Linked DNA regions of Sus scrofa: regions 2 and 3 are each linked to region 1. The links are chromatin contacts, called in public promoter capture Hi-C maps. All regions are on one chromosome and are shown on one strand. Each heading gives the region's core, a stretch centred on a gene start, on an enhancer-like site or on the middle of the called end of the contact. The rest is flanking DNA. Distances are from core to core; before and after follow the strand shown.

What was found. Promoter capture Hi-C pulls out the DNA fragments that hold promoters and counts their contacts.
Region 2: a contact with region 1 is called in a promoter capture Hi-C map of fetal liver, with 2.7 times the contacts expected there. The contact joins the promoter of ST6GALNAC4 here to the promoter of FAM129B in region 1. A contact is called at or near these places in 2 of 5 promoter capture datasets (fetal liver and fetal skeletal muscle), 1 of 47 Hi-C or Micro-C datasets (embryonic fibroblasts) and 1 of 2 datasets of contacts at active chromatin or transcription factors (alveolar macrophages).
Region 3: a contact with region 1 is called in a promoter capture Hi-C map of fetal liver, with 2.5 times the contacts expected there. The contact joins the promoter of AK1 here to the promoter of FAM129B in region 1. A contact is called at or near these places in 1 of 5 promoter capture datasets (fetal liver) and 1 of 2 datasets of contacts at active chromatin or transcription factors (alveolar macrophages).

Annotation. Positions count from the first base shown.
Region 1 is chr1:268,064,250-268,067,683 of Sscrofa11.1, forward strand. FAM129B (niban-like protein 1) reads right to left here and starts at 1,773. Exons shown (of 14, transcript XM_021069245.1): 1 at 1,438-1,773. The coding sequence starts at 1,492.
Region 2 is chr1:268,400,801-268,404,234 of Sscrofa11.1, forward strand. ST6GALNAC4 (ST6 N-acetylgalactosaminide alpha-2,6-sialyltransferase 4) reads right to left here and starts at 1,649. Exons shown (of 6, transcript NM_213784.1): 1 at 1,481-1,649; 2 at 973-1,059. The coding sequence starts at 984.
Region 3 is chr1:268,363,984-268,367,417 of Sscrofa11.1, forward strand. It overlaps AK1 (adenylate kinase isoenzyme 1), which reads right to left and starts at 1,676. Exons shown (of 7, transcript XM_003122177.6): 1 at 1,563-1,676.

The DNA of each region.
Region 1 (3,434 bases), core at 523-3,022:
TCGTGAATGGATGGACTGTTACAGAGCCCCAGGAGGCTGCCACCGACAGGGAGGGGACAGGAAGACTCCGCCCCGGCCTTCCTCCTCCCAGAGTCCAGGCTGATCCTACAAGCCAGTGTTCCAGGACTTAACCCCCTGCTGGTCTGATGCTGGAGAGGGTCTGACTCATTTCTCCATCACCCTCACGCCTGGGCCTGGGCCCAGCCCCAGGCCTGGCACAAAGGGGGCTCTCAGACCGGGGCCCAGGACCACGGTCCCAGGATAAACCTTCCCCAGCACCTCCTTCGTGCCTAGCCAGCGTGGGAACCCAGTGTTTAGGGACCTCTGGTTCCTGTTCTCAAGGGGTATGAGTGGGCAGAAGACAGCTGCTGAAACTCTGCGGGACTGCAGGACACATCATGATAAGTAGGTGGACACAGGGCTCTGAGTCCACCGGACAGGGAAGTGCAAATTTAGCAAAGACGAAAGCCTCCTCTTTCCGGAGGCTGCCAGGCCCCATTCCTGCATGGGCCAGTGCACCAGGGCCTGCAAATTAGCTCACCTAAGTCTCTTAATAAGGAGGACCTGTGCTAAGCAAGCTCTGTGAATTATTAGCTCACTTAATTAAGTCTTTTAACCAGGAGGGAAGGGATTCACCCCAGTTTGAAGAGGAGGAAACAGGGGCTGGACATCAAGAGACCTATCCAAGCTACCATGGCTGGGTAACATGCTGAGGTTCCACCCAGGCGGCCTCACCCAGAACTGAGTGAAACCCTCTCTCTCCGTTTCCCAGGGCATTGGGAGAGAACGAACCCAGGACCCTGCTGCAGTCCCTGGGAGTGGGGAGGGGGCAGCTGCCCTTCTCAGAAGGGGCCTCTGTGCCCGGCTGGGAGCAGGAGTGGCTGAAGGAGAGGGCTGAGGAGGCTGGGCTCTGGCCTCGACCAGCCCCTGAACTAGCTGCCAGCAGAAGCAGCACCCTACTGGGCTGGAGCCAGAGGACAGGGGGTCCCACCCACCCCGCCCAGGCCCACTCCCCAGGCTCAGTCTCAGGCCTTGATGAGCCAAGCCCCTGGAAGCCTTGGCCACGTGTACCGGGGCTGGGGCCGGGGCCTGCGGAGGACCGGGACTGCTAGGGAAGGTCAGGACACGCTGGCCAAGTGGGCCTGGACCGCTTCCGGGCAGGGATACCCAAGGTGAAGGGGGCTGCGACCCCTTCCATCGCTTGATTCGGGTAGTGCACTGGAGGATCTGATGAGCTCCAAGGGTGGGGAAGGTGTGCGACCCCCCCAGGAGGGGGAAGGGCGCTCAGACGTAGAAGAAACAGGCTTGGACAACAGTCACTCCCGCCCCTGCCCGGAGCCAGACTCCCAGGAGACCCCAGCCGGCTGGCCGGGATGGGGGCGTGGCCGAGGACGCCCGGCCGGACCCACCAAGTGCGCGGCGCGGCGCGAGACTCACCTGCGATGTGCTGGCGCCGGGCGTCGTCCAGGTGCGTGGACAGCACGTCCCCCATGGTGAAGAAGAACCGCGGCCGGATCCGGCCACCGCCTGCCGCTACCCGCGCTGCTCAGACGGACGCCGCTGGCGCCATGGAGCCGGCCCGCCCAGCTCCCGCCTCTCCCGCCGCCCGTGACTGCGGCCTCCACTCCTCGCGCGCTCCGGTTCCTGCAGGTCCGTTCCCGCAGCGTCGGTTCCCGGGCCGCCTCCGCCTCGCGCCCCAGCCAGCGGCTCAACAGCCCCGCTGCGCCCCGCCCCGCCCCACCAGGCCCCGCCCCCCGATCCGAGCCCCGCCCCCTCCTTGGTGGCGGGCGGGCGAGCGGGCGGGGCAGGGGGCCGGGGATGCCGGGACCGCCTGCAAGACAGAGACAAAGGGAAGGTCGGAGAAAGGCAGCCCGAGGAGTGACGCAGAGCGAGACACGCTGAACCCTAACCGAAACCCAGAAAGAGATGGGGCTGGTGGGGGCATTTGAAAGAACGGGGGCGCCTGGGGGTGTCCAGCCTGAGTGTCACACTCTCCCCCACCCGCACGGGAAGAGATCGGGCCGAGGAGAATGGAGAGGACCGGTAGGCGACGCCTAGGGCCAGGGCTCCAGCCCCTGCTCCCCGCACCGGGCTCCCCTGCCCCCAGCCTCGCCCGCCGCCGCCCGCTCTCAGGAAGTTCCCTGGCCTTGATCCGACCTGCCCTTGAAGGTGTGCCTGTCTTGCACAATAGTACAGGGAAAGGGGAGGTGGCAGGGAGGGCTCCACCCCAAAGGCACCCGAGGTCCCAGAGCCTGGCAGACGTTCCTCAAGCTTAGCATATGGGACAGGGCAAGTCGGCAATGGAAAAAACAATAGCACTTTACGGTTTGTGAAAGACTCAGCTTCCAAGCTCACCGACCAGCATGGACTTTGAGTACAGAGCCTGCGGGGCTGGGCTTGATTGGGTCGTGGGTACCAGGGGAATGCGTTTCAACGCTACCCTCCCAATCCCCCAGGAAGACAGGGTAACCCTTGGGATCCCCAAATCATGGACTGGGGTGGCAGAGGCCGTCCTTGGCTGCTGATGCTCAGACCTCCTGTACTGCCTCCCCAGGGTCAGTCGGTTTGTGCTTGCAAACCCCAGGGGGTGACTACTCACCCCTTCTCTGTGTGCCCCACCCTGTAATTGGACGGCTCTTACTGTAGCTGTGACGTAGGCAGAAAACGATGGCAATAAACATTAACATTGAAGCACAGGAGCTTTGGGCCTGTCAACGCCACAGCAGGTAGGTTTGAAGTTGACGAAAGTGATACAGGCACCCTCCATGCCTTCAATGATAAACACCTGCTTGCCAGGCCCTCTGCAAGATGCTAGGGATGCAAAGAGAGGATGCAAGCTGCCCTACCTGCTCTGTGACCCAAGACAAGTGGCGTTATTGTGAACCTCAGTTTCCTCGTCCGTCACCTGAAAATAACGATGCTTTGTCATGAGGATTAAATGAGATAACAGAGGGACTTAGCCCAGCACCTGGCACAGGATGTGTCCTCTCCATGGACGGAACGCACCATTCTATTATTCATCACGGTCCCTGCCCTCAAGAGCATAGAGAAGCTTGAGGAAGGAACAGAACATTCTGTTTTGAAGAAAATTACAGGAGTAGTACCAGAACTACAAGTTGGAAAAACCAGAATTTTGACAGCAGATATAGAGGAACAGCATTCCAGGGAAAACCCCAGGCAGAGGCACAGTCTTTGAAGTCATGCTAGCAGAGATTACTGGTTTCCTTCTACAGAGACAGAAACTGAGGCCCAGAGAGGGAAAGTGACTTGCCAGGGTCACACAGCAAGGCCAAGGCAGTACCCAGCTAGAGGCCAGGTTCTCTTTGAGCCACCAGAAGCAGGTGATGCTGCTAGCCTCATTCCCTTTTTCTCATGGCCCAAGCTATAGGGACCGGAACGTCTTGCTCTGCCCTGGGAGGTAGAATGCTGGAACT
Region 2 (3,434 bases), core at 399-2,898, 340 kb after region 1:
CCCTCAGAAACTACCTAGCAGCCTGCCCAAGGCACAGGTCCCTCTGCACCCCTCAGAAACTACCTAGCAGCCAGCTGGGGCTTTTTGAAAATTAGAGGCAAGGGAGTTCCCGTTGTGGTGGAGCGGAAATGACTCTGGCTAGTATCCATGAGGATGCGGGTTCGATCCCTGGCCACACTTAGTGGGTTAAGGATCCAGCGTTGCCGTGAGCTGTGGTGGAGTTCGCAGACACAGCTGGGATCTGAGTTGCTGAGGCTGTGGCACAGGCCGGCCACTGGAGCCCCAATACGACCCTTAACCTGGGAACTTCCATATGCCGTGGGTGAGGCCCTAAAAAGCCAAAAAAAAAAAAAAAAAAAAAAAAAAAAAGAAGAAAAGAAAAAGAGAGAAAATTAGAGGTAAAAAAAGCAGCCCCCATCACTTCCTGCCAGAGACCCACCCTTTTCTGCCCACAAGCCACTTCAGTTTCTAAAAATAAATCTGCAGGCCAGCTGCATGGAGGAAGGGGGTTCAGCCCCTGAGGCCCCAGGCTGTGCCTGACACCTGGTCCCCTGCCCACAGGGGACCCAGAGGCCTTGATTCAGGCAGCTGTGGCTGACTCCTCACAACAGCCAGGGCTTTCTCCAGGGGCTGCTGAGTAAAGTCAAGGGCAGCTACACTGAACTTTCCCAACATATCCCCTCCCAGGCAGATGCTCACCTGGGTGACCTTGGGGACACTCACAGGAGGCAGTGTATTATCTGTATTTTACAGCAAAGAGGAGCAAGGCACTGAAATCAGAGAGAGAATGCCACTTGCCTGGGCCACACAGCCTGCCTGATCAGGGACGGACTTTGAGGCCAGCCTGCCCTTCTCCTCTGAGCCGCGGAGTCAGAAGGGACAGTCAGTTCTGGGGTGGGAGGGGCTTCTGAGGCTGCTGTGCCAGAAGCCACCTCTGAGTCCCCTGTGAGCCTTCCCCCTTCCTTCACTTACTGGAGGCTTCATGCTGTCGCTGCTACTCAGCAGGCTGGTGGCTGCTGCCTCCAGGGATCAGGCCGGGAAGGGACCGGAGCCGGGGACCTGCCAAGAGCCAGAACCTCAGAGTTGGGTCCCAGGCCTCTGAGGAAACTGGCCAGAGAAACTGAGGCAGGAGAGGGTACAGGCCAGAGTCAAGGCAGATGGCTTCTGGGAATCAAATGCCTTAAAGTCCCCAAACACGGGGAAGCAGTGTCCCCATCCTAAAGGAGCTAGAATCGGTGACCCTTGGGAAGTCCCTGCCAACCCAGGCGCCATCGTGCAGATGGAGAAGGAGGCGGACACGGGGAGACCTCGGTTCAAGGTCACCCACGGAGTCTGGGTCAGAGAGAACCAGGAGCCTGGAGCCCCGACTCCCATCGCATCGTTCCTATTTCACCAACGGAGAGGCCTGGGGCGGGACAGGACGAGGGATTCCCACCCCACTCCCAGATTCCACCGCCCCTCTCCCCGGCCGGGCGCGAACCTGGAGGGCGGCTTGGGACGGGCCGGCTGCTCCCGATCCGCTGCTCGGAGCTCCATGGCCCGTGAGCCGGACTGCCGGACTGGAAGCCGGAGCCCCGGGGCGGAGGCGGCGCGGCGCGGCAGCTTCTGGAGGCTGGAAGCCGAACCAGCACCGCCGCCGGGGCGGGGCTTGCGGGGACGGGGCGGAGACAGGCGCGCTAGGGGCGGGGCGAGGGACGTGAGCCGCGGCGGCGCCGAGGCGGCCAGGACCCGGGACCCCGCCTCAGCCGCGGGGGGCGGAGTCTGACCTCCCGCATCTCCCCTCTTCCGCGCTCCCGCGCTTCGCCCAACCTCCTACGGGGGATGGGAGTAGGTGGGGCGCAGAGGGAAAAAACAGCCTGGAGGGTGTCGGAACCTCTGCCCCGGTTCTCCGGCCACCGGACTGGAGTTTCTTCTCCATTTCGGAAGCCGGCGAGGGTAGGGTGGGGGTTAAGCGGGGTTTTAGGGTCAGGCGGCCCCGGGTATCAAGATAGTAGGGTTGCCAGATTTAGGAGGTAAGATAGAAGATGCTCACTTATATTGGAATTTCAGAAACAGCCAATGCCCATAATTATATGAAAAAAATCTGAAATCTCACCGTAACTGGGCGCCCTGTGTTTTCTCTGGCAGCCTTACCTGCACCACCTCTGACGGCGTGACCTTCACCTTGAAACTGACAGTATTAAGGGCCTGAACCTAGCCAGAACACAGGTTGGGACTTGAACCCACGTGCACCAGGGGACTCGAACCCAGCCTGAACCTAGACTGGGACTTGAACCCAAGGTTTTGGGGTTTTTTTTTTTTGGTCTTTTTGACATTTCTTAGGCCGCTCCTGCGGCATATGGAGGTTCCCAGGCTAGGTAGGGGTCTAATCGGAGCTGTAGCTGCCAGCCTACGCCAGAGCCCCAGCAACGCGGGATCCGAGCCGCGTCTGCGACCTACACCACAGCTCACCGGCAGTGCCAGATCGTCAACCCACTGAGTAAGCGCAGGGGTCGAACCTGCAACCTCATGTAAACCCACGGTTTTAAATTAGAATCCCTCATTCTGTGTCTGGACTCACTGAGGCTGAGAAGGAATTCAACCTCAAGGTTGAAAGAACTCAGCCAGAGACAAAGTGATAGGCAAGAAATAGATTTATTAGGATAGGACGCTTGGGAGAGATGGAAGCTCTGCCTCCAGGATCTGGTGCTTTTATCATCCAAGGGGAGTTGGGGTTGGAAAAGCCCGCCTCTTCCTTTCTGGAAGTAGTAGCTCCTCCTTAGTAAGGTGTGGATTCAAATCCGCAGAAGGGTGGTCTTCAAATTCTTGCCCTTGGTCTGAATATGCCTGCAGGCCTCATCCCATCCCCCACCCAACGACCTGAGGCCGTTCTCAAGGCTCCACTCATGCAGCAAAGCTGCCTTGTTCCGATAGCTTTTGTGAGCAATTGATTTACTTACAGCGATCTCCCCTAAGTTTCCCTCATTATCCGTGGTCCTTTATTGGGATTTCTAAAAATACCTGTGTTCACCCCATCCCTATCAACATGAGCGTCAGTTTCTCCCCTCTGTGCAGTGGGGATGATAATAGCGCACACATCCCAATGAGACAGTGCAGGGGGGACACATGGCAGAGCCAAGATCCAAACCCTGGGCCGTCTCACTTTGGAGCCAGGGCTCTGACCACTTACTTTTCACTTCTCAAACGCCTGTGTTTTGTGGCAGGGCCCAGTGGTAAGACCAGGTGAGAATCCCACGACTGGGGAATACACAGAACAGAGCCAGTATTTGATTTACTTATTTGTTTTGCTTTTCCAGGCCACACCCTCGGCATATGGAGGTTCCCAGGCTAGGGGTTAAATCAGAGCTGCAGCTGCCGGCTTACACCACAGCCACAGCCACCGGGGATCCAAGCCTCATCTGCGACCTACACCACAGCTCACGGCAATGCCAGAT
Region 3 (3,434 bases), core at 426-2,925, 300 kb after region 1:
TTCATCCTTACAGTCATCTTGGGAGGGAAGTGAGGCTTGTTTTTTGGGGTTTTGTTTTGTTTTGTTTTGTTTTTTGTCTTTTTAGGGCCACACCCGCAGCACATGGAGGTTCCCAGGCTAGAGGTCGAATCGCAGCTGTAGCCTCCAGCCTATACCACAGCCACAGCAATGCCAGATCCTTAACCCACTGAGTGAGGCCAGGGATCGAACCGACAACCTCATGGTTCCTAGTCAAATTCGATCCTGCTGCACCACGACGGGAACTCCCAGGAAGTAAGGCTTGGAGAGCAGGAGAGACTTGCTCCAGGGCCTGGCTGGGGTCATACATGGGGCCGCATTTTCTGTTGCCCTGGGCCTGGCAACCCCTAGGTCCTTCGGCAGCTTTGCTGACCGTCCTGCCACCCGTGGGGTATGAGTTATAGCCTCTTTCCTGCTGAGTGTGCTTAAGAAAGGGTCAGAGCGGCCAATGTCCCTCCATAGCTGGTGGGGGAGGGAGAGGGTCCCCAGGCCAGGGACAGCCTGCAGAGACACCCTGAGGAGTGGCCTCGACCTACCCTGCCCCACCTGCTCCTGGTAACCTAAGCCCCTCTGTCCTGCTGGCACCTGCCATTTCTTGGCCCAAAATAACTTGGTTGTGAGGAGTCCACACAGAGGCCAGGGGTCCGGGACAGAGTTAGGTTACGGGCTCAGCACCCAGGCCTTATAAGGCCCCCAAGTCAGGGCCAAGGTAACTCCTAGCATGACTAGGTGGTCTGCTGAGGGGCCTGGGGAACAGAGGCCCAGAGGGACAGTGACTTAACCTCAGTCACAGGGCAAGGCCAGAGCGAGACCCAAGTTTCCCAGCTCCTGACCAAAAGCACCTTCCCAGGGGTTGGCGATTGGCTAGGGTTCAAATCCCAACTCTATCATTCAGCTGTGTGACCTTGGGCAGCTGGTATGCCCTCTCTGGGCCTGTACCCCCAGGCTCTGTCCTGCTGCTGCTCAAGAGTCCTAGGTAGGTAGCTGAGCAATACTCAGGAAAGGCCCCGTGGGCTGGGCCCCCGAGCTCCCACAGAGCCCCTGACCTTTCAGGAGGCAGGGGCAGGCACAATCATGAGGGGGCTTGCCTTCCGTGCCCCCAGCACTCGAAACAAGACGGGATCGCTCCTCCTATCCCCTAGTCTGCTCCCGCCCCGGTCCTGGGGCAGGGAGTCAAGCCACAGCGCCCCCTCCCCGGGCCCGCCCGAGCTGGGCCGTGCCAAGGGCAGGGACCTGGAGCCCCGGGAGTGCCAGTGGGACAAAGGGGTGACTGTCACGGCGGCTGGGACACACACACACACACCCCCATCCACAAAGGCACACACAGTGTGGCACAAATACCCAGAGCAGAGCCTGGAGAATACAAGCAGGCAGATGCATTCAGATCACAACCAAGAATACCAACACACAGCCACACAAACCCCAAGAATACCTTGCCACACGCAAGCACGCAGACCCCCCTCCCCAGGTGCGTGTGGCTCCCCCACTCCCTGCAGGGGCGCCCCCCTTCACGTGCACAGGCACACACACGGGCACACACTGACCTGGGGGAGGGGTGCGAGTGGGCTCCGGGGCCAGTGCGTGCCCTACCCGTCCTGCCGGGCCGCCTGCAAAGGCGACTATTTATAAGGCTGTCAGCAGCGCGCGGCATGCCGGGAGCCAGCGTTCCGAGCTGCCAGGGAGGGGGGTACGGAGGGAGGGAGAGCGGGAGAGCGGGCCGGGAAGGGAGGGGGCGCTGGACCAGAGCGGAGCCCTGGCGGGAGGCCAGACCGGTGCCCCTGCCATGCACCCCCAGGTGGCTGTGCCTGCAGGCGCATGGCTCCTTCACAGTTTTTCCAGAGGGTTTTTCATTCCTGCATTACCTCCACTGTGTCCACATCACTCCAGGGGGCCGGGACCAGGGACAGTGGCTGGGGGTGGGGGGAGGACTGAGGCTCTTTGCACAAAATCCCACCCACAGCAAGTTGGTGGCAGAGAGAGGCCAGAACCAGACAGAGGGTGACTGAGGCATGGATTCTGGGGACTGTGCTGGCCAGATAGTCCCCCAGCCCCTCCTCAGATCCTGCCCAGAGGCTTTGGGGCCAAGAGCCACCTGGAACTCCTCCTTCTCTGTTGAAAGGGGCCCCAAACGATCCTCTGGGCCTGAAACCCCTCAGGACCCCAGAGATTGCCCACATATCCATCTCCCAGATGGTGACTGTGTAGAAGATGATAAAAACCAGCCCTGGAGTTCCCGTTGTGGTGCAGCGGAAACAAATCCGACTAGTATCCATGAGGATGCAGGTTCAATCCCTGGCCTTGCTCAGTGGGATAAGGATCTGGTGTTGCCATGAGCTTGGGTGTAGGTCACAGATGAGACTCGGATCCTTTACTGCTGTAGCTGTGGCTTATGCCTTTAGCTGTAGCTCTGATTTGACCCCTAGCCTGGGAACTTCCATATGCCACCCGTGCAGCCCTAAAAAGCAAAAAAAAAAAAAAAAAGCAGCCCTGCCCCCATGAAAAGGCTGTGGGTACCCAGATGGGGGAATGATAATCCTGATGAAAAGAATAGCTCCAATTACTGAGACTCACTGGCACCAGATGTTGGGCAGAGCACTGGACTCAGACCACGTCTGTTAGTCATTAAACGCCGAGAAGGAAAGTGAGGGTCACAGCTGTAAAAGAACTTGCCTGAGGTTCCCAGGTAGAAGGTGATGTATTTACCCAGCATTCTGCACAAGACCAGGACATAGCAGTAGCTGTTCAGTGATGTAGCAGGACAGAGATGAGAGCCTAGGACCATGCAGTTTCCGAACTCATGCACTTGGAGTTCCCTGATGGCCTAGAGGTTGAGGACTCGGAGTTGTCACTGCTGTGGCTCGAATCTGATGGAACGTCTGGCCTGGGAACTTCTGCATGCCGCAAGCACCGCCAAAAACAAAACCAAAAAAAAAAAAAAAAAAAAATTCATGCACCTGACCACTAGATCACATCAAGACATTGAAGGCAGCAGCTCCAGATGGTGGAGTGGGTTGAATTTGGAATTTGTCTTATAGGCACTAGGGAGCCACAGAAGGTGTTTAAGCAAGAGGGTGAGACCAGCTTAGATGGGTGGTTTCTTAGCAACAGCAGCCTGGACATCAGGAGGCCTGGATCTGCTCCCAGCTCTGCCACCTGTGACATCAGACAAGGTTCTCATCATTGGGATTTTAGTTTCCCCATCTGTGGGGATGCGGGTGAGTAGTACGTCAGAGGATCTGCCTTAGAAATTTTCTGACAGTGTGGTGGGAATGTAAATTGATAAAACCACTATGGAAAACAGTATGGAGGTACTTCAGAAAACTAAATATAGAACTACCATATGACCCAGCAATCCCACTCTTGGGCATATATCTGGACAAAACTCCTTGAAAAAGACACATGCACCCATATGTTCA